Linked DNA regions of Ovis aries: region 1 is linked to region 2. A link is a contact called in public Hi-C data. All regions are on one chromosome and are shown on one strand. The core of a region is the stretch at or near the end of the contact, and the rest is flanking DNA. Distances in the headings are between cores, read along the strand shown. Region 1 overlaps LOC132658655 (a long non-coding RNA gene). Region 2 has its middle 45 kb from the start of TARBP1.

Evidence for each region. A called contact is a pair of places that touch in the nucleus more often than the background predicts.
Region 1: a Hi-C map of liver shows a contact between it and region 2, with 3 times the contacts expected there. The contact joins two enhancer-like sites. A contact is called at or near these places in 2 of 16 Hi-C or Micro-C datasets (liver and skin fibroblasts).

Annotation. Positions count from the first base shown.
Region 1 is chr25:7,026,157-7,033,334 of ARS-UI_Ramb_v3.0, reverse strand. All of the region lies in intron 1 of LOC132658655 (a long non-coding RNA gene), which reads left to right. Among named protein-coding and RNA genes, the nearest start is that of TRNAR-CCU, 190 kb to the left of the region's middle. Within about 2 kb of position 5,389, at least 13 of the 54 cell types and tissues checked have an H3K27ac peak or open chromatin away from gene starts, as enhancers often do. A contact at or near this core is called in liver, where this site is marked.
Region 2 is chr25:6,694,049-6,700,502 of ARS-UI_Ramb_v3.0, reverse strand. No RefSeq gene overlaps it. Among named protein-coding and RNA genes, the nearest start is that of TARBP1, 45 kb to the right of the region's middle. Within about 2 kb of position 3,327, at least 21 of the 54 cell types and tissues checked have an H3K27ac peak or open chromatin away from gene starts, as enhancers often do. A contact at or near this core is called in liver, where this site is marked.

The DNA.
Region 1 (7,178 bases), core at 4,140-6,639, 330 kb before region 2:
ACCTGCCTCAGGCCCCGGGACAGTGTGTCTCCAATCTATACTTTGCGTTAGCTCCTTAAGCCTTCAGTCTCTGATCACGTCACACTCGTTTATGTGAGTCTCCTTATTTGAAACTTGTGAGAATTCAGTCTAAGCCTTACACAGCTACTCAATCTTTTTTTTTTTTTTTTTTAATTATTTATTTGGCTGCACCAGGTCTTAGTTGCAGCATGCAGGAAATTTAGTTGTCACACGTGGGATCTAGTTCCCTGACCAGGGATTGACCCTGGGCCCCCTGCACTGGGAGCTCCAAGTCTTAGCCACTGGACCACCAGGGAAATCCTGCTACTCAATCTTTTTTTTTTTTAATCAGATTGAACAGTTAATAAATATTTGTTTCATTTAATGGAAGTCTGAAGAAATAGGTGTATCATGAATGCTCTAGCATAGCAGTTACTTGTGACCAGGCTTAGCCTGTGGCCACAGGGCATGGAACTCCTGATACCCTCCAACCCCCCACTTTTGAATAGTACCTTCTGCCATTTTGTATAGCAGAGAAAATTAAGGCCAAAAGTGCAGAGAAGGCAAAGAGGTTAATCTCTATCCACAGGCTTCTTCCTTTGCCTCATGTGCTCCGAACATTCTGGAAACATTACCTTCAAGTAAGCTTTAAATCATAACATCAACCTGCTCTTCATTCCCATTTACTGTGCTGGCCCCCAGGGATGAAACATGCCATTTTTACAGTGGGTGACATCCTTCCTAACACATCTTCAGTGGATGATTTCACCTGTGTAACATCGCTTGTACCGATGACAGGCTCGAGGATAATAGAGGCCTGGATCTTACCCTTTCATGAAGCCATTTGGTTCCCAGCTTTGGAAACTCAGAATCAAAACATAACCAAAGCACAAGGGAACATTTTCTGAGTTTAGCGTGACCTCCGGGTTCTTGGTGAACGCGTGGAGCCTGTCACGCGCCCAGGAACCTCACTGTACTGGATCATTAGTTGAAAGCGAAACCAGAAGCATTTCTGTAGAGCAGTAAGGCTGTGGCATCCTCTTTTCACTGACACTGAATGCAAAGGGACTCGCTTCTATGTCCCACATGGGATGGTGTCCGTGCTTCTCGGCTGTCTGCGTAAGACGGTCAGCTCAGTTCAGCAGCTCTCTGGGTTGGCTCAGAAGATGATGCTCTGGGTCCCCAGGTTCCCAACAGTGTTGGGAAGCCGTACTTCCCTCAACCACCAGGCTCATTCATAATTGGAGACCAGCCAACTCCATCTTTATGGATCTACATTAGACATGGGGCTGTTCATTTGCTTAAAATAGAGATACAAGTTCCAGACGAAGAGAAAACTGTCAAGGGTTATTTCTCAACCTCCTTTAAAAGATCTGGAGTTGCCTTTCAAGTCATAGACACATAATTTATAAGCGTTCACCCCAAGCAGGTTTCCAAAAATAGCGGAGCTGTTACACAGTCAAGGTTACCTCACCACCAAGGTCCACGAAGGTTCAGGACATGGGACTTTCCCCTGCAGAGATGAGATCTTACAACTTCTGTAGCTCTCTGGGGACCGCTCAGGCTGCTACAGGACCTGGGCTGGAAGTAGCCTTGTTTCCATGAATATCGATATCATTGAACATTCCAGGTCAAGCTGGCCTCTCCATCTCCCTTCATGCTCCTCTTTGGAAGAGGACATATGTCAGGTCATGGGCAGTGGGGAAGAGAAAAGAGCCCTTGTCTCAGTCAGGGCCCACCCACCCTGCCCTTAGTCTGGGCTGCTCACCCTCTGTGGAGGGCTCCTTTCTCTCTCTCAGGTGTGTGGGTTGGGCTCCCTGGGCCATGGAGCTGACCAGGGGAGTCAGTCATCTGCAGGTTCTATCTTCCCATCTGTACCCTACTTAGCCTGTCCCTTTCAGGGGCCCCCATGTCCCACATCACAAGCCCCTATGCTGTGGGGTATCTTGTCAGGTCCCTGAGCAATGCTGATGCCCCTCCCTTCATACCAGAGCTATCAAGTCTGGGAGAGAAGAGGATGGGGGACAGTCTGCTGGTCCAGCCTCCTCTATTTCTCAGCAGGGCGACATCTGTTCTCCTGGCCTCCTTTTGTTTTGAACCAACGAGATCCTCTTAGAATACTTGCCATGCCATGTGTCTCAATCCTTTCAGGCTGTAATTGCTAACAAATTATAGTAGACTGTGTGCCTTAAACAACAGAAATTTATATCTCACAGTTCTGAAGGTTGGGAAATCCCAGATCAAGATGCCAGCAGATTCAGTGTCTAATGAAGACCCATGTGCAGGTTCGTAGATGACTGTCTTCTTGCTGTTTTCTCTTACGGCAGAGAGAGGAGCGAATTCCTGTGTCTCTTATTAGGGCACTAATCTCATTGATCAGGGCACCATCATCACGACCTAATCACCTCCCAAAGGCTCCACCTCCAAATAACATCACATCGGGGGTTAGGGTTTCAACATGTGAACTTTTGGGAGGATGCATACATGCAGTCCATAACATCATGAGGCAGGTGGAGGGGTGTGGAGTGAAGGCACTTCATCAGAGAGTGAGGGCAGTTCAGGGCACAGATGGCTAGCAGATCACCAAGGATTGCCTCCAAGAGAGGCCATTCGTCTCTGAAGCTTAAGAGGGCAGCTGAGAATACTAGTTCAGTTAAAGGACAGCTAAATACAATCCCCAAGGGATGCTTTACCTGTTCCATTGCCTGTTTTCTTAAGATTAAAATTTTTTAAAAAAAATTTTTATTTTTTTTGGCTGCACTGGATCTTTGTTGCTGCACTGGGTCTTCATTGTGCTTGGGCTTTCTCTAGCTGTGGTGAGAGGGGATACGCTCTAGTTGAGGCTTCTCAATGCAGCAGCTTCTCTTGTTGCAGAGCATGGGCTCTGGGATGCATGGACTCAGTAGTTGCAGAGTGTGGGCTTAATTGCCTTGCAGCATGAGGAATCTGGACCAGGGATAACAACCTATGTTCCCTGCATTGGCAGGTCAGATTCTTCACCATTGAACCACCAGGGAAGTCCCCCATTGCCTGTTATGAGAGCTGGTCTAATGCTGGCCTAGCCTTGCATATGAGTGGATCTGTCCTTGGGATACCTAGTGTGTAATCGTTGATGTGTTCTGTGATGATCTTTGGGTCAGAGGATTCCAGAAGTCTGATCTGGTAACTGGACTAGTCTAGGTGTTCATCTGTGCATTTCTTCCCATGTTCAAAAGACATTTATTAAATAATTGCTATGTGCTCTTGGGAAACAATATAAAAACAAGCATTGGTTGCAGCCTTTGTGTAACTCATAGTCTTAAAGAGACTAGAGGCAAGGAAACAGGTGTATTGGCTAGCCCTTGCTGTGTTAACAAATAACTGCAAAAACCTCAGCAGCACACAATCATACGTGTTTATATTCATGGATTTGAGGGTCAGTTGGGGTGGCTCAGGTTCAGTCTATAGGTCTGTCGGTGCTGACGGGGCTCAGTCCTTGCCATAATTGTTCATTGGGGGTCCCAGGCTAAGCGACAGCAATGATCTGGCAGTAGACTCTTCTGATGATGATGGGAGTACAAAGGGGCAAGTGGAAACATGCAAGACTCCCAAGGCCCAGGCTCAGGGCTGCTGTTTGGTCTTTCTGTCCACACACTTATGGCCAATGCAAGTCACATGGCCAAACCTAAAGCCAAGGGATGGCAAAGAGCACCCTTCCATGGCTGGGCTATGGGCACAGGAAGGCAAGAACAGGGCTGATAATGTGATCTACTACCACACGGGCATGACCACGGGAGCAGACCACCGTGAGGCCTGGGAGTGGTGGTGGTAGTGGTGGGGGCACTAGGGCAGGCCAGCAGCAGGTCACAGGTCAGAGTAGGCATTAACTATGTTAGTTTTTTGGGCTGGGGAAAGCAAGATCTCCCTGAAAGGTCTGTATGGGTGCAGGTTCCCGGCTTTGGGACCTCTGGGTGCCTATGGCCATGTGATTTCCAGCATCCAGAAGGTGCCCGGGGACCTGTGTGACTGTATTCTTCAGGGCCTTGACATGTTGCATGGAGGGGAGCCCTGGATTGTCCTGCTCTTGCTCAGGGAAGGGAAGGCTCTTCTCCCTGGCCTTTCTCTTCACAGTGGGCTCTGGACAGCCAAGACTATTTTCAAAACACTGCTAAGGCCTCATTCGCCTTTTTCACTCTCACTTTCTTATGAGTGTACAGAGGAGTTTCCCACTGGCTTCATGATGGGGCAACAGATGAGTTCAGAAGGAGAAATGAGAGTTGAACCTGGGTGTCCTGCCTTGAAGGCAGATGCTTTACCATCTGAGCCACTAGGGAAGCTCTAATATAAATAACACAATTATATGATAAATAATAATTATATTATAAATAATAAATTTGTAATAAGAGAAACATTAATTCAAAGTCTATGAAACATAGAGGAAGAATTTACCCTGAAAGTGAGGAAAGAGGAAGAGAAGACAGTGGTATTTAGAAGAAATAGCTTCCCTGGGGTGTGGCCTTGAACCCCCATCTGAAAAGTCTGGAGGTGGGTTTTTACAGCTGGTCCAGTGGTTGGCCATACAGGGGCCTCACCTCCACCAGCCTTGGTTTAGGCAGGCTTCAAAATGAGAGTGCTTTTTCCACCCTTGCTTATCCAGCCCAAGCCCTGGGGCACAAGCGTGCGTGACGGGGCTTGACTTTCCCGGACAGAATTCTGGTGGCTGCTTCTGAAAAGCAAAACACAAAGGAAATAACCCCTCTGTCCTGGACGGAGCAGACCTGCCGCCTCTCCCTTTGTGGCTGCTCCCTGCTGTCTGCTTCTGAGTGACTGCTTCTTTGGCTGATGTAGTGAAACCAAGAGACGTCTTTGACCTCGGGGTATTTATAGCCAGGAAGTAGGAAAGTATCACGAGTAAAACCAGAGAGGGGAAACCATACAAGGTCCCCTGGGAAACGGTTCGAGTTTGTGTAAGCGTGTGTATGTGTGTGTGAGAACGATTTAGTCAAAGTCTTGATTAGAAGGAAGCCTGCGTGGCTAGGTCAAGTGAAAGATCAGCATCTTTTGCCTGTTCTGAACTTAGTCTCCCTATCTGTGAAATGGGACGAGTGCTTGTTCTGTGAGGCCCCTCTTGGGCACATGAGGGGGTGGAAGTGACATAATTACAAACTGCTGTCAACATGAAGTGTTCTAGAGGGCTTCCAACCCAATAAGAGAAACCACAGAATTGCTGGCTGAGAGGGAAAAATATGTTTAAACATCAACAGTTCAACTATCTGTGGCATCCCAAGCCTTCCTTCAAGTTTCTCTTGTCATGATGTAGTAACAGCTGAGAACAGTCAGCCCTGGGGATGAGGAGCTTCAGTCTGTTCGGCACAGAATGTCCTTGGCTCCCGGGCGGTTCTCAAACGGAAGCAGCTCTGAGACCTGGGAGGCCCAGCTGGGGGCAGCTCTGGGTGAGCGGCGGGCCATGCTGGTACTGGCAGAGCTGAGCCTTCGGATGGAGCTGGATGAGCAAGGAATTGAGGAGAGGAAGGAACCGGTCTCCAAGGGCCACAGAACAGCACTGTGCCCCTGCTCTTAGGAGGCTGGTGAGTACGTCTGGGCCTGACACCCTCTGATCCCCCTTGAAACCGTGTCCCCTCTTGCAGAAGTGCAATGGGGGTGACATCTGCATCAGATGATGAATCATTGCAGAGGTTCCCAGGTAGTGCTGTTGGTAAAGAATCTGCCTGACAATGCAGGAGACACCAAAGATGCAGTTTCGATCCCTGGGTCAGGAAGATCCCCTGTGATAGGAAACGGCAACCCATCCCAGTATTCTTGTCTAGAAAATTCCATGAGCAGTGGAACCTGGCAGGTTACAGTCCACTGGGTTGCAAAGAGTCAGACGCGACTGAGCATGCAAGGTCAAGGCAATCCAGCTTGGCTGTAGACGTAGTACTTGGCGTGGAGGGATGGTGACCGTATACCTTTTTGCACAGCTGGGGTGCTATTTTGAAAATAAAAGGAGGTGCTGTTAATGATTACTCTGGGTAACGAGAATAAACTGAAATGGCCTGGGTACAGGGAGCATGTGGTCACTCACCTAGAGGTCATGAGAGACACACAGCTTATCCCATGTGCTTTCCCATGGAAAGGCAGCCAGCTACTCCCCAAGGGTTAGAGAAAGAGTTCCAGTGATTCCTCCTGTGAAGGGCTTGGCCAGTTCTTGTCTTGGGTTTTCCCAGGACAACAGAAGGGTGAATGGGAGGTCTGGTTTAGAGACCCAAGCTGGAGTCCCCACAATCCCTCCCGTTTTCCCAGAGTTTCATATTTTTCAGAAACATTCACAAGATCTACCATTTGATGGGAAAATCTCACCCAACAGAGCAAGAGTGGATATGGCGGCTTGTCATTGGAGGGGTGAGGAACTAGAGGAGCATTTGAGCCCAAAGCCATCAGCCTGCGAGGAGTGAATTCATCTCCCAGTACCTGCCCGAGGGTGGTTCTCTCCACTAAGCTGCCCATCAGGACAATGGCTAAAGTCTGAATGTCTTATAATGCATTTCTACCCAACTGGTAACCTTTTTATAAAAATTACTACTTACTCATGTTTTGGCTGCACGGGATCATTGTTGCTTGCAGGCTTTCTCTAGTTGCAGAGAGAGGGGACGACTCTCTAGTTGTGCTTGGGCTTCTCATTGCGGTGGCTTTTCTTGTTGCAGAGCACGAGCTCTACAGGGCGGGCTTCAGTAGTTGCGGTGCATGGGCTTAGTTTCCCCTCGGCATGTGGAATCTTCCTGGAGCAGGGATCGAACCCATGTCCTCTACATTGACAGGCAGATTCTTAACCATTGGGCCACCAGGGAAGTCCTCGGCTGGTAACCTTTGAGAGAGTGCACAAAATCAGAAAGGACAAACCCCTGCTGTGCATGGAGCAGAGAAGCCCTTTGAGATGGAGAGGGGAGGCTAGGAGCCTGTCCAGGCTGTGCGACCAGGCCTCCACCCAGGTCTTTTGGTGTCCCTGTGGTTTTACAATGGCAGCCGAGCCCAGAACCTGTCAGTTAGAGGCCAGGAGGGCAGCTGGATGCAGAATGCATCACCCTATCCTCCACAGGAGAGGAACTTACAACCCCTGTGATTTCAGGGAACAGCAGGAAGTCAGAGCTGAAAGTGGCCTTGAGACCCACCTCCTCCAGCTTTTTAATCTAAAAGGTGAG
Region 2 (6,454 bases), core at 2,078-4,577:
GAGGAGATCTTGTCGTCTTTGCAAGCCATGTTGACAAACTGATACTATATTTTTAGCATGACTTGAATGGAAAACATGAAAGATATGTGAACAATATATTTCCAAATATGTCACATATTTATAAAACATAGTAAATGCATGACAGATTGAGGAGGATATGTGGAAAAAATAACAGCTGTGGTACACCCAATTTCTTAGCAAATTCATACACAACAAATGACATTCATATCCCATGTTTTGTAAAAATCTATTTTTTCAGCATTTTAGAAAAGGAATGAAAGGGAATGAAAACAAAAGTTTGCAGGAGAAAAATCACAAGATGGATGTAAATTTAAATGACATGTCACATAATAATCATGAATAAAACTAGCTCTGAGTAGGTTACCCACTTTCCTCAGCATGCCATCTTTTGATGGAAATGATATTAAATAAAGCATTAAAAGTGATCTGCATTTTAAGGTGGTCTAAAATGTGAGACATGAAGGAAAGCTTATGAAAAGTTTCAGGATATGAAACAATTTGTGGGTCAGTGTTGTTAAGATTTCCTTGGATGGAGTAAAATTGGCATCAGAAGTTGTAGTTGGTGGCACCAAAAACAAGATTGGGTTCTGAATTAAGAAAAGTCTGACCAGACACTTGGATTTGCATAACAGGCCAAAGGGATCCTGGTAAGTTCTAAAGCAGAGAATTAGCATGAGAAGCAGTATTTTTTAATATTTATTTATTTGGCTGCACCAGGTCTTAGTTACCACATGCAGGATATTTCACTGTAGCATGTGGGATCCAGTTCCCCGACCAGGGATTGAACCCTGGCCCCCTGCATTGGGAGCATGGAGTGTTAGCACTTGACCACCAGTGAAGTCCCAAGAAGCAGTGTTTTTAAGGGAATAGTTTCAGCAGTTTTGAGTACAATCGTGACAAAGCAACCTCTAAGGGTAATAGTATGAATTCCTTCTATAGATAATACAGATATTTGTGCTTTCCAAATGAGTTTTCCCATTTTCAAATCCATAATCTTATTTGAGCTGTGTAGCAAGTCTGGCAGGCCTGCAAGAAAGGTTTTATCATCTGCATTTTTCCTCCCAAAGAAACCAAGAGTTTGTGACTTCAAGGTCATGGTTAGAAAGAGGAGAAGCTAGTCCTAACAATCAAGATGTTTATTCTTTTAGGATCACACCTGGGAGAAATGGGATTAAATATTTTTTTCCTTCCTCTTCTCTTTACTTTCGTTTTTCCCAAATTTCCTACAATGAACAAATATGATTTTAGAATGGTAAAATGACATTAAATGTTACACTTCTTAATATTTATATTAAAATCCCTACTCTCACGCCTTCCACTCCACTCTCTTTTCTTGCGTTCCTACTTGAGGACTTTTTGCGCCATCCATGGCTGACCCCTCCCCACAGGCAGGAAGAATTTGATTCAAAATGCAGGTCTTGATTGCTAGGCTGAGCTGGTGTAAGTCAATGTAGAACAGACCAGCCTGTGAGTATAGAGAACTAAATTTGCATCCTATTTTCTACAATGCTGGGAAGTTCCCTCCTATCTGTGTGCCCTAGTTTCCTGTTCTGTATCCTTTCTGCCAGATAGGAAGTGTTTCAAGATTTCAAAGCAAACATCGCTTTATCAAAGAAAGGTGATGCTAAAATTACATTCTTATGTGAGACTGTTAAAATGTTGAAATTCTGCAGTTGAGTCTTCTGCTTAGCCTTGGTCTCACTGAAAGGAGACTTTGGGTAGCAGGTGGGGGCCCGAGAGGGCAGAATGGGCAGGCATGGGAAAGGATGGGGGCCGGGGCTGTCAGTTAAGTTGAAATTGACCTCATCAGAAGGCATCCCAAGCTTCCTCTGGTCCTTCCCTAGTAAGCAGTGCTCTAAAGGAACATTCCTGACTAATGGACATGCCACAGAAACTCATACAAGGGGACCGTCTGATCTTAGTGTCACTGATAATAATAGACCAGGCCACTTCATGACCTTGGGCAATCAACTTAGCCTCTCAATTTCCCACTTTCTTTACCTGTAAATAAATGATCTCCCTGGGAGCTAAAGGATAATTGAGATCAAATTCCTGAAGGATTTTTAACTCCTTAGAATTCATCAGTTTTCACACTGGAGGAGCTTTTGGACTTTTTTGAAAATCTAATGAAAGGTGGAAGACTTCCTCCCAGAAAAATATGTATATAGCCATAAACTTTTCATATAAATTCATGAGGCTTATTGACTCCCCAAAGCTTAAATTTCTTTTGGGTTGGAAAAAAAAAAGCTTCACTACCTTAGAAGGACAGTGTTTTAAATATGTCAAAGGTGAATCGTGTGTCATTGGTATCACGTCACTACCATCCTAGTGGACTTGATTCCTGCATCTAATGTGCTGTATCATCATTATATTCATCTCATTATTATTAAAAAATAACTCTATCTCCATTGGTGTTCATCCTTCCCTTTCACCCCACCCCCACTTTATTATTATTTAGACTCTGAAAGTCTTGGAATGAGGGATGCTTTTGCTGTTGGTCTTCTGTGTAAGATTACATCAGTTCCTTCCATCTAAGTATGACCTAGAAAATAAAGAAGAATGTGCATAATTGAACTGAGCTTTTAAAATGGGTTCTTCTTTATCACTCTTGGACAGTTAAAATTGCCATGCCTGAGAAAGAGAAAATGCAAACGTGGCCCCTTAGCCCATTGTAGAGGACCCTTGACATAAGCATTCAATCCAAGGCTGATTAAAATTTGCATAATTCATCTTATTATTTATTCTAAAATAATTGAAAAGCAGTGGTCTTGAAGATAGAATTTTTCAAAAGCAGTATTTTACGCAGAGGTTTTAAAAGGAATCAGCCCATTTACTCGATAATGAAAAAAATCATTATTTTCACATTCCCACCTAATGTCTTCTGTTTTCTTCCATCTTCATTTAGCTCAGCTGGGAATTAGGCATATTCCTTAGTTATGCTTTAAAAAAAACTAATAGTATGAAATAATAGTATCTTTTGTTGACAACTGGCCTTATTCTATGGAAAGACACCTGAATGCATTGTTAGGTGCTTCTTAGCTTTGTGTTGGTCCTTCCTTCCTTTGCCTCTCTCGTTTTTGACACAATGTATAGGTTTTCAGCACACCAGAATCTGGGGTTCTCTCTCACTCTCTGTATACATATTTTTTCTTTTACTATCTTCTATAAAAGGAGCTTGCTATTGATTGCAGCTGACTGAGCCGCTTGAGTTGATATCCAAGCAACGCTAACCCAGAGAGGGATTAGCATTACATCAGCCGCCAGGCGAGGGAGCCTGGCAGCCGGCCCGCCTGTAAAAACGGAACGCGTTTGCGTCACTGTTCCCTTGGTAATGTTTCTTGGAGCCTTGTCAGCTGTCCCCTGAGGTTGTTTCCTTAATATGTCAACAGACATTCCTGAATCTTTCATGCCGAATAGTTCTTTTCCTTTTCCAAAAACACTTAGATGACCCAGCAGCTGGTGCCTCCTGTTGCTGGGATCTTTCAAAACGTAATTTTTTTTTTTTTTTTCATGAAATAGGTGTTTTTGTTCCATTCCAAACATTCGAGGGGGATTTAGGAAGGTTTCGATTTCTGCTTCTCCACGTTAGAGAACCTATTTTTGAAGAAACAGGGCAGCCAGTTTAGGTCAGAGAGCTGTTTCTCTGCTTTTATCATCCTTGGGAAAAGCCTTTATTCCCTCACCAGCTTATCCAAACCCTCCAATTACCCTGTTACCTTGTGACCTTTCATAGAGCAAAATGGCTGGTTGAAAGACCCAGCTGAAATTTGCCTCCATTTATGATTTGCTCTCTGATCTCGCTTTAAGAAAGTCAGCCAGACCTTGTGGGCAGTGACCTTGAGCAGCCCCTGCATGCTGAGAGCCACAGATAAGAAAGATGTGTCAACCACTGCCCACGTGATACCTATTTCCTCATTTTCCCCACGTCATTATTTGCTGATCTGGTAATTTGATCTCCACTTTCATCTTGGAATATTTTACTTTGAAGAATACCATAGCCAAGACCCTGGTGCTGGGAAAGATTGAAGGCAGGAGGAAAAGGGGGCAACAGAGGGTGAGATGGTTGGATGTCATCTCCAACTCAAAAAACATGAGTTTGAGCAAGTTCCAGGAGCTAGTGAAGGACAGGGAAGACTGGCATGTTGCAGTCCATGGGTTTGCGAAGAGTCAGACACAACTGAGTGACTGAACAACAACAACAAATAGCCAAGTGGATAAGAGAGCCTCCAGCTAATGCCCCTGCCTTCTCTCTTTCTGAAAAGTGAGCAAAGCTCCTTGAAGTTCAAGGAGGTTTCCCCTGCACAATAGCCCTCCAGATTGTTATGCAGTGGCTATAGCAGTTAATCACAGTCAATAGTTGGAACATCATAAATTTGGAGAGAAGTCATTTGGTTGGTGGGGAGGGGCACTGTTATTAAATTCACTTAATCATGAGTGACAATGATGGAGGATTTGGGGGAAAAGCCACTTCCGCCTGTGTGAGCATCAGTCTCAACTGCGGAGGGGCGCCTTTCATCACCAGCTCCCGGGGAGGTCGTAGGTCTCATCCTCTGGAAATGCACTGAGAGCCCTAAGAATTCTGTGGCTCTGAAATCTGCCTCTGAGCAGGGCTGTGGAGGATGCCACTTCCTCCTGCCAGCAGATGGAACAATCCCCCTTCTGTTCTGTAATCGCTGTGCCCTTGGTGCACAGCCTCCTGGGAACTCGGCCATCATCCCCACTGAAGAAGGTCCCCTGGTTCACAGGAGGAGAATGGAAATGGGGCTGCCCAGGAGGGGAGACATTTAGAATCACTGGGTCTTAGCATTGAAAGGAATTTTTAGAGACTGAGTGAAACCCAAGCTCCTCATTCATTTTGAGAATGAGAAATAAGAAATCCAGAGAAGTTGAATGGCTTTGCTGGTATGGCCAAGTTGGTGTCAGGGCTAAGAACTGGTCTTGCTGCCCAGGTCTGTGTCTTTCTCAGCATTTCGGCCTGCTCTCCTCTGGGGTCAGACCATGGTCCTCTTTGCCAAGTGCAGTGCCCTGTCCAGTAGAATGTGAAGCTCAAGGACCATTGAGGCTACGGGCAGTGTGGATGTGAGCAGTAAGGATGAAGTTCAACTCCAGGTGAGGTTGGGGCGGGGGTCAACTGAACCCACATCCCTCTTCTCCTTGCTTCACTGGTGTAAGAAACGCCTCGGGAAGAAGGAACCACCCCTATGGACCGTTGTTCAGGGCCTTTTTATTGGGCGGTCGCTCTCCGGCAGAACTCCCAGGGGCGGGTAAGCAAGGGAGCAGGGGTGGGGGGGGGGGGGATTGTGGTCTGCGAAGCAAAGGGAGTCAGCGGGGTAAAGGAGTCTGCAGGGGAAAAGGAGTCTGTGGAGTCTGCGAGGTGTGAGGGGTGGGGAAAGGGTTTTATAATCCTGGCCGGGGCTCCCATATAAGGAGGAAAACGCGGGCTCAGCGGTGATTGGTGTCCAAGGGCTCCATATCAGCTCCTGATTGGACAGCGAGGGCTTCGTGTCGGCTCCTGATTGGTCGGCTTGGTTGCCGGTCCGTCTCCGGGGCTTGTCTGCAGCGCCCTCTACTGGGACATGTCCGGACATGCCCGGGCATGCCCAGGCGTGCCTGACCTCGCCCTGACCTTTCTTCCTGGCCTTGCCCTGACCCTTCATCCTGACCTCGCCCTGACCTTTCAACTGGGTGCCCACAGAGGAGCTCTCTGGTTTACATGCCACTTGGACCAGCAAGAGCCCATGGTCTCCAGACTGCACTTGTCCCCTGGCAGGACTGGAGAGGCAGCAAAGGAGCCCAGCAGTCATCACAGGGCCAGAGACAGACAACCTGGGTGGTGCTGGGACAGCCTTGAACTAGACTCTCTCTCTCTTTCCCTTGGGAGCCAAGCAGGAAAATAGCATAACTGTGTATAATGCAGTGGAAAAAGGATGTGTTAACCCTCACCCAGAGCTTGTACATCCAAAATCAGTTTTCTCATCCTTTTCTTCCCTTTTTGCCAAACTCCATACATCCCCCATGGGCTGAGATGCTGTGAAGCTGGCCAAGCCTGGTGGCTACGATTCAGAGCAAGGGTTTTGGGGTCCAACCTCCTGGGTATCCACCTAGCCTCTGCCCCTTGAGCGCTGTGTGATTTCAAGCAGGATTTTATTTTCTGGAAGCCTCAGTTTCCTCATCTGGAAAATGGACATCATGCCAGTTAGTTTAAGAAATACCCTAGGGCTTAAATAAGAGGAAGCTTGCAGTGGGTTTGGCTAAGTGCCTGGCATGAAAGTGATGGATATACCTCAACTCCTGTTGCTGTTAGCACATAGAGAACTTCACCAGACAGAATTCATAAAAGAATTTACTTGATTGTTTTTTAAAGGGTCTTCTTCGATGTGGACCATTTGTAAAGTCTTTATTGAATTTGTTGCAGTGTTGTTTCTGTTTTTAT